Regions from separate parts of the Bicyclus anynana genome. Here region 1 is linked to region 2. The links are chromatin contacts, called in public Hi-C maps. All regions are on one chromosome and are shown on one strand. The core of a region is the stretch at or near the end of the contact, and the rest is flanking DNA. Distances in the headings are between cores, read along the strand shown. Region 1 has its middle 16 kb from the start of LOC112047320. Region 2 has its middle 26 kb from the start of LOC112047298.

Evidence for each region. A called contact is a pair of places that touch in the nucleus more often than the background predicts.
Region 1: a Hi-C map of whole body shows a contact between it and region 2, with 2.3 times the contacts expected there. The contact joins two enhancer-like sites. A contact is called at or near these places in 2 of 2 Hi-C or Micro-C datasets (whole body and whole larva).

What each region holds. Positions count from the first base shown.
Region 1 is chr4:7,238,395-7,243,738 of ilBicAnyn1.1, forward strand. No RefSeq gene overlaps it. Among protein-coding and RNA genes, the nearest start is that of LOC112047320, 16 kb to the right of the region's middle. Within about 2 kb of position 2,632, at least 7 of the 8 cell types and tissues checked have open chromatin away from gene starts, as enhancers often do.
Region 2 is chr4:7,187,807-7,192,505 of ilBicAnyn1.1, forward strand. No RefSeq gene overlaps it. Among protein-coding and RNA genes, the nearest start is that of LOC112047298, 26 kb to the left of the region's middle. Within about 2 kb of position 2,060, at least 5 of the 8 cell types and tissues checked have open chromatin away from gene starts, as enhancers often do.

The DNA of each region.
Region 1 (5,344 bases), core at 1,382-3,881, 51 kb after region 2:
CTTTCGCACCATAATAAATAACTGACAAGTGTAATTAGGATGATTCGCATCTCTAATAAAAAGGCGAAAAAAATATATAATTATAGCCACTAAGCAAACTATGTCAGACCGTTTTAGATGCGTCAGATTAAACTTGTATCTCTGCTAAACAACGTTTTTTGCTCTATAAACTTGATGATCTCTTTTTAAATCGTTAATTTAAAATAGGATTCAAATTGGAAGTTCAAAGAGATACATTTTTTGAATAATATCTGATCTTGTTCTAAGATTTGGCAAAGCTGAAATTTGGATATTAGCTACATTTTGTACCACCAATTAAGGAAGGATTATTTTACCTACAATATGTTGTATAATATACACAACATATTGTATGCCGTTATACCTCAGTGGATGTGTACTCTGCCTCTGATTCCGGAGGGTGTGGGTTCAAATCCGGTTCGGGGCATGCACCTCCAACTTTAAAGTTGTGTGCATTTAAAGAAATTAAATATCACGTGTCTCAAACGGTGAAGGAAAAACATCGTGTGGAAACCTGCATAACAGAGAATTTTCTTAATTCTCTGCATGTGTCTAGTCTGCCAATCCGCATTGGGCGAGCGTTGTAGACTATTGGCCTAACCCCTCTCATTCTGAGAGGAGACAGACCAGTGAGCCGAATATGGGTTGATAATTAATGAATGTTGTTTAATAAGGTTTATAGCGCACAAATCTCCATTAACGTAGTTACTGCATTCTGAATAGGATCAGCCCCGCATTCGGTAAAGTTACAGCACTGAGAAATCGTTGGTTTCCATGAAAACTTCGTTGTGAGTGACATTTGTATTTAGGCAGACCATAGGAATAAAGTTCAAATTCGAACTATAAATTATAACTATAAAACTTGTTATAGGCGAATATTTCATCGATGAGCATAGAATAGCGGAATCGCACCCCAGTTAAGTCGATATTTAAGCATTAGCAGCAAATTTAAAGTAACTATAAAACTACGTTATTACGTTTTCGTATATTTTGTTGTTACAAATATTTTTTCCCTAGTAGGTAGTAGTAATCTGAATTTCAATAAAACTATAATTTTAAACACTTTGAACGATACTCACAAAAACTAGCCTTAACTGTTCGTGATAAATCAAAGGCCCACGAATAGATGGCTCATAAAGGTGGCCACAAAAGCCGTGGTTTTAGAGCCCTTCAGAAAGTGTGTCGCCCCCTCCCCCCCTCGCACCTCGCGCCTCAGCCGCTCTCCATTGGAAACGTCCGTATATGCATTTTATAGTTTTCCTTAGAACTGACGCCCGCAGTACCGGCTTGTTTGAAAGAGTTTCCAAGGTTTTCCTAATATTATTCTAGCGTCCAGGCGTTTCGTACATAAAACGGTGAGAAGAAAGACCTTTGACACTAGCCTTGTAGCCTGTAGGCATTTTAGCTCGCTTTGACACAGCAGCATTTTTTTCTCTACAAGTTAGCCCTTGACTACAATCTCACCTGATGGTAAGTGATGATGCAGTCTAAGATGGAAGTGGGCTAACTAGTTAGGAGTTGTATGAAAATCCACACCCTTTTCGGTTTCTACACGACATCGTGCCGGAACGCTAAATCGTCTGGCGGTATGTATTTGCAGGGTAACTAGCCACCGCTGAAGCCTCCCACGAGCCAAAAATTCTATTTCTATTAAGATTTTTTCTAAGAAGAGAAGAGTCGCGACTTTAGGTCCCTGTAGATCATCGGACACACAGAAAATATTAATAGTTTAAGTCAAAATTAGTTGCGGGGCCCAATGAAGAGTAAAGATTTCTCACAAAAGAAATAAAAAAGCTTTTTCGACTTTTCTCATTTTGTTCTGAAACTCTAGGCAGTTTATTGGTTTTTTTTTCGGAAAGCATAATAAGGGTGATTTTTTTAATTTTGGCTTTCACATATAATGGGCCCCTGTAGTCCATGGACCCCGTATAAATGATACTTACGGCTAATACGGCGTTAGCTACACCCCTGGCCCGAAGACCATCTTAAACCGGCCCTCTTGCAAAAACTACTTCCTTTCCAAATTTCGACTTTGTACGTCAAGCGATTTTTGTAATTGTACATTTCGCTTTTATCTATACTAATATTATAAAGCTGAAGAGTTTGTTTGTTTGATTGAACGCGCTAATCTCAGGAACTACTGGTCCGATTTGAAAAATTATTTCAGTATTAGAGAGCCCATTTATCGAGGAAGGCTATAGGCTATATATTATCCCGGTATTCCTACGGGAACGGGAACCATGCGGGTGAAACCTCGCAGCATCAACTAGTATACTTATATGACCATAAGTATATACTTTTTTTTTTATTTATTTATTTTGTACCAATATTAGTAACACACAAAAGTAAAAAGAAAAACAGTGGACAAGGAAACACTTATCTCTATAAGAGATCTCTGCCAGTGAGCCTTGTCTGCCAGTGACCCTTGGACTTATGGTCATATAGTATAGCTGATACCGATAGATTAGACTAGATTGCCTATTTAGAACTTTCCATATATAATAAATATTTTGATCCATAAAGCACAGCTATACCTATAAACTAAGTACAAAAGGTACGTGACAACAGTGCAGCGAAGTTCCCCGAACCGCGGCAGCTGACCCCTGCGCGCGCGGCGGCCAAGGCACGTAGTGTTATTGTATGCGTTGCGCAACCCTCCTGCCGAGACCACTGCCCTCGAGTACCTACCTCGGTACGAAAAAATGTATAAGCATTTTTGTGGTAACTTTTGTAACTTGAAGGCGGATCGGATAAGCGCACGGCGTCTTGTTACATTTAGATTTTAGTTTTTGAAGTGAAACTTCTTTAGGCGCATGAGGGTAAAATTTTTACAGATGTAACGTCACGCCGGTATGCAACGGAAGTGTCGAAAAATAGAGAGAGAGAGCGATCGTGACCGATTGAGAGAGAGTAAGACAGACCGATCGTAGCATGAAGCAACTAGGCGTGGAGTAGGGAGCAAGCAAGTGAGAAAGATTGAGAGCAAAAGTGAGATAGAGCGAACGTCGTATCACGCACAGTTCTATGGAGTGAGAGGTGGGAGAGAGCTATAGTGAGAGAGAAATCGTAAATATTAAAGAAATAAATTGAAAAAATTAAATTTATAATTTACATTAATTTTCAACACTTTTTATATTTTAATGACAATTAAATTCCTAACCTATCTTCCTTTTTCCCTTCCTCTTAGTCTCGGAAATCTAAAGTTTTAGATTTGTATAAATATAAACAAGATTTATAAATTAGTTCGCCAAAGAAGTTTCACTTCTGACATGGGTACTTTGTACGCACGCATTTTTTTTAGGTAGCCCTCTAGTACCTACCTCGGTACGAAAAAATGTATAAGCATTTTTGTGGTAACTTTTAGTAACTTGAAGGCGGATCGGATAAGCGCACGGCATCTTGTTATAATTATTTAAAGGAGCCCAAAATTGTATGCAGCCCAGATCCAGTTAATACCCTAGCGGAAATAAAAGAAAATGTTTTTTTTTTTACTTTTTTTGATTATACAAATCTACGAATTTACTTTAATTCTTTCGAAATAATATTCATTATCTCCCAAGAAATGCAACACCATATGGGTAATAATGGCGGATTGATGACGTTTTTAATGTTGTTTAACCTATTTTTTACTTTATACATATATTCCTTTTTATCGTAGTGTAATAGTATTCGTTGCTCAACTCTCCTTCCGAGACCACGCATTTTTTTGTTCACTTGAAGCATAAGTTTTCTGTGCTTGGCCCGACACCCACTTGGCCGGTTTTTTAATAATGACTATTTTATACCTTGTTACTCCGTTAACTTGTTCGGCTAAATATCCTGAAGCCCTCAATTCCTTCGTCTGAGGACAATGACAAAATGTTTAAATTCCTACCAAGGAAAGTAAAACATTCGCATGTGTGTACACATTTCATCGTCATTATCATTATCAACTCATATTCGGCTCACTGCTGAGCTCGAGTGTCCTCTCAGAATGAGAGGGGTTAGGCCAATAGTCCACCACGCTGGCCCAATGCGGATTCATACATACGGCAGACTTCATACACGCAGAGAATTAAGAAAATTCTCTGGTATGCATGATTCCTCGCGATGTTTTTCTTCACCGTTTGAGACATATATTTAACAGAATTATTAATTTGTTACTTAATTACGGTTTTGTAATTATAGTTTATGCTTTTTGTATTGCTGCTTGCTACCGTGTGGAGTTAAATGTTTCGATCCAATAATAATTAATCTAAATACCTAGTTCATGTTAATAAAATTATTGATAGCTTGAAGCTGTATCGTGATTTCTCTTCAGATACGACTCAAATAAAATAGATTAGTCATCAACTGCTAAAACTACTGACTTAACATTAATCAATACTAATATTATATAGCAGCAGAGTTTGTTTGTTTGTTTGCTTGAACGCGCTAATCTCAGGAACTACTGGCCCGATTTGAAAAATTATTTCAGTGTTAGATAGCCCATTTATCTATGTAGGTAGGTAGGTACTCAACAAAACATCGACAACCCCTTTAAAAACGGATCTGCCCCCCTAGCCAAGTGGCACGTCGATTCTCTTTCTACGATCGCTAACGCTTCGAAAACTAGACCTACCGTTAATCTTTACAGTAGTTCAAGATTTATTAATAATTACTCATTTTAAGCTCTTGAGTCAACATGATAGACGATCTAAATACCTTAAAAAAACAATTTCTCTTTCACTGTTTATGGGCTACGTAGCTAACTTCCAGACAACCTCGCTCCACTTCTAAAACAATTGGTAACTCTGCCAAATCTGCCGTAGCATAATAGACATGCTATAGGTAATGGGAATAACGTCGAAGAAAGTTTATTAGGTTCTTGACAGTGGCGTAGCGTGCCTGTAAAGGGCCCTGTATCAAAATTAGTTGGGGGGCCCAAATGAAGAGCGAATTTCGCACAAAAGAAACAAAAATACTGACTTTTTAACCTTTGTAGTACAAAGGTTAAAAGTCACTGTTATATTTATTTCAAGCAAGTATTTTTGTTTCTTTTGTGAGAAATTTGTAGAATGTTTCCAACTTTTGGGTGCTCGCTTTCTTTCTTCTCTTCATTTCTTGAGTAAAACTCTATAAAGGCAGTTTTTTTGTATTTTTCTTTATCTAGCACCAGAAACAGTATTATTGTGGATTACTAATCATTACTAATTTTACGAATTTTTGCTTTCACGCGCAAGAGATCTCTGTAGTCCGGGGGACCCGTATCATTGATCGCCGATATATGACGTCACCCAGACGTGGGCTTTTTAACTCACGATCTCGGGAGCGCCCGGACTGATACACTCAAGCCAAAACACCCTTC
Region 2 (4,699 bases), core at 810-3,309:
ACAATAGACCAACGGGGCGGGGATCGAACCACCACCCCAGGTGATGAGTTCGACCGCTCTTACCGTTGAGCTATTGAGGCTTATTAGAAATTAAATATCACGTGTCCCAAACAGTGTAGGAAAAAACATCTTGAACAAACCTGTAAGTATATCTACCTCAGAATTTTATGAATTCTCTACGTGTACTCCCTCGTACTCCCTCTCATTCTGAGAGGATACTCGTGCTCAACAATGAGCCGAATATGAGAACTGATTGAGATGGAAATCGAACCTTAAGTTAATGGTGTTACGCCCCTCTACCACAACTGAGAGAGGAGAGCAAGCCGTCGGTCCAAGTCAATAACATTAACATCTGATAATGACTGTTACAGATCAAAGTCACTCATCCTAACCCTGCCAACCTGAAGCAGCGTGGTGGGTTTACGCCCAATATTACTTCTATAAGGAGGGTAAATACCAGTGGCGAAGGATGGAATTTATTTGAAGGTATGCGTCCCTGAGAAAAGGAAATTGATATACAAACTACGGTTTCTCATGTACAGTACAACAATGAATATGTATGGATTTTTAAAGGTAACCCGGCGGGAATCGGCTTGCATGAACTCTTCGCCGCTGGTATATACATATACAAGATGTCCCGTAAATATTACGACATACTCTACAGGCTTATAGAGTTTGGCTAATGAAAGTAGAGACTGAAATCGACCGGCAAAACAAAATGAAGGGCGTTCCTAAAACAATAGTGCAAATATTTTAATAACTCAATTTTGATAATTGATATTTAAATTTTTTTCAATATGTAACTGGCCGGGCGATTTCAGTCTCTACTTTCATTAGCCAAACTTTAGCTGATATCAAGACCTACTAAAATAACTCTAGCCGAAATTTTACGTCTTTTATGTTATATTGATTTTTCTACAAAATACGAATTTTACTACTTTCAGTGCAATTTAGTAGTACCATGTGCTGAAAAATTACATAAACATTGATATTTATAATTGCTAATTATTTTCAAGAGTATATCGTACTGTTTACGGACACCCTGTATATTATAATAGGCTGTTAATGATAAAACTAAAAATTCACGATAGACGCTGAATAAAAAAGTGTTCAATATTTGAATACAGAATAAATTAGTATAATTTGATAGCAATTCTGTGATTCGTATTGCATAACGCAACTTGTCTAGCAATAAAGTGGTGTTGTCTGTCTATCGTGTTTTTTAAATATTAATGAAGTTATTTATGTAAGTATGTAGGCAGATAGGTGCGACCCTCGCTCGTTGGACAATTGTCGTATCCACTCACAGCCGCACAGTTTTTAGGATTAATTTATAATTTTGAGGTAAAAGGGAAAAACAATTCAACCGAGCGAGTGACTTGATAAACCTATTTTTATTATTAAAAGTTTTGAATATATAATTTTATTTTTTGATGACGCTTTCGACGGAAAATATCCCATTTTTCAATCAAAATGATTCTAACTTGACAAAAAAATCTGGCAACGCTGCGTGAGATACCTACAAGTTCATTCTCCCCATACCTCTGAAGGTTGGTCGACCCCCCCACCAGGTGGACTGACGACATCAAGCGAGTCGCAGGGATTCGCTGGATGCAGGCGGCTCAGTATCGTGATGTTTGGAAGTCCCTACAAAAGGCCTATGTCCTGCAGTGGATGTCCATCGGCTGATATGATGGTCATCATCCACTACTGGACGTTTGGGTCTTTGTCTGGACTTCTAAATACAACGGTCTCGAGCCGCCAGCATGCCTTGTAACCCGCTGAGCCAATATCTTTAAACTGACTCGAACTGCAAAACCCAGCTCAAGAAAACATACTGCGCCAAAGAAGCGAACACTTATTGGTATACAAGCAAAATGTGAATGTGTTGACATTTGACAATTGACAAGTTGAAAAAATCTAAATATACCGACTCACCCACCTACCTGTTTATGCAACACCTTTTATCTATTTGTCTGTCTAGTGTGTCATAGAGAGGGACCGAGGTTTTTTGATAGGCGCTTCGGACAGCGTCGCGCGGCCACGTGAGAATGAAATGCTAGAGCGGCGCAGCGCTATCGTCTGATCACACGTTAGACAAGGACGGCGTATTTGAAATTAGGGTGGTTCCACGTGAGTTCAATGACCCATCGTGACACGCGTGTAGGTGATTTTTATAATTTAGATTTTTTTGGGATAAATGTCCAAATTGTAGATGGTCGAAACGTGAACTACCAGTTTTAACAATTTTGAAAACTTTGATATATTAATTTGATCTAACCACATTCTAACTTTAAATAGGTAGGTGTAGGCACTTATTTAAAGTTAGATCTAACTATTTTATAAAATAGGACATAAAATATGATAGAGGCAAATGTTACAGCAAATAGGAAATTATCTGTTATTTATTCAACATCATAAAACCTAAATAGGTACTAGGTAGGCAGGAAAGAAAAAAAAAGTCAACTTAATATGAAAGGAATTATAAAAAAGGAATAGACTATACATTACGTATCTATCGATGATAAATGTTATAGACATTCGTATAAATGTAATATCACAGCGCTTTGATAAGAAATCGCACTATCACGTTAATATACAGCACACACAAAACCTTAGCTGAAAGTGCGTGGGCAACTCGTTTTGTTCCGGTTAAATTAAAACATTAGGAAACAAAACAAGCAAAGATAAATAAACAAGATATAATGAAAGAAAGAGACGTGATTACATGAAAATTTTAGTTTTTAGATATATTTAAAGCCAAAACGCCTGTCGGCCATGGTATAATGACGTCACTATAACAAATACCTTACAAATGGAGCGTTATAATTATTTTGACGTTTAGTACACCAAATAACATTGTGACGTCACTAAATGGACGACAGCGTTTTTGACGTTTGGAAAGGAGATGGTCCATTTCAGGTACACTCTTGTACCCCGTATCATTAAAATTAAAAAAATGCAAGGATTTTATTAAAATGTAAATAAGTGAATAAATCTAACTATATAAAAATAAATAAATAAAATTAAAAACCAAGTTTATGAGTTATATCAAGATGGCGCCCATAAAGCAACTATGACATGACAATTGACAGCAAACGTCAAAACGACTACTGCATTGAAAACGTCATCAATCCGCCATTATTATCCGTAATAGTGTTGCATTTCTTGGGAGATAATAAATATTATTTCGAAAGAGTTAAAGTAAATTCGTAGATTTGTATAATCAAAAATAGTTAAAAAAAATATATTCTTTTATTTTCGCCAGGGTACAATGTCTGATCCTGGGTTCCATACAATTTTGGACCATCTCCTTCGAATACACACAAAATTGTGCCAGTGTGCGCTAAGTGTAATAGCTAAATTCGGATCACTTTTTGCGGTAATTTTGTGTACACGTAACATATCTATAATATAAAATATCGTTTAAATTTGTAATATATATATATATCATTTAAAGTATGTATGCGTATGGTTTTTTTATGCTATCAAACATAAATAAAAACCATACGCATCGAAATGAGAACCTCCTTTTTTGAAGTCGGTTATGTTAAAAGTGCGTAGGCAGATGCCTTCTTCAGAGGCTCTATAGCGTCCATAATAATAATAATTAATTAGCCCAGACGTAGCCAGATGTGTCGACAAGTAAGCTTATATAACGATTTGGTAATCGTGTTCCACAAACTGCCATTGTATGATAATGTTGACCTTCAAGTCGGAGGTACTTTATCACCCCCAATATTGAATTCTATTCATCTCAGCTTACACTGAATATGTGAAAAGTAACGGTAACGGTCCTAATGAGAAAGTTCACAGTCATTCGCTACTGACAGACAGCTATGCACCGAGAAATCAATACATATAAATAAAATTAAATTGTCTGTCTGTGATATCAAGATAACTGTGTTTTCTTAAGTGCTTATAGTTATTTACGCCATACTGAAACAAAATCATGCTTCATCTTATATCATACTAGCGGACGCCCGCGACTTCGTCCGCGTAAATTTCGATGTCAACTTTACTACTACCCCTACCCTACCCTACCCTACCACTACCCCAACCCTACCCAACCCCTACATCTACCCTACCTCTACCCCCACCCTACCCCTACCCTACCCCAAACCTACTCCTACCCTACCCCTACCTTACCTACACCCTACCCCCATCCTACCCCTACCCTCCCCGTACCCTATCCCTTTCCTACCCCTATAACACCCGTACCCCTATCTCACGCCTATCCTACCCCTACCCTACCACTTCCCTATTCTACCCGTACTTCTACCCTACCACTACCCTACCTCTACCCCTACACTACCACTACCCTAAACCCGGCCCTAAACCTACCCTACCCCTACACTACCACTACCCTAAACCCGGCCCTAAACCTACCCTACCCCTACACTACCCCTACGCTTCCCTACCCGTACCCTACCCTATCCTGTAACCTCTCTATCTTACTCCTACCCTTAGCAAAATCGGTCCAGTCCTTCGAGAGTGGTGGTATGACCAAGAGAAATAGAGACTTCTATGCTAATAATATAAAGAGGTTCGTGTGGTTGTAGGAGGTAATCTCTGGATCTACTGGACCGATTTGGAAAATTGTTTTACCAATAGAAAGCTACGTTATTTGCGAGTGTCATAGGCTATGTTTGATCCCCATATTCACACGGGAACGGGATCTACGTAAATGAAAGCGCCG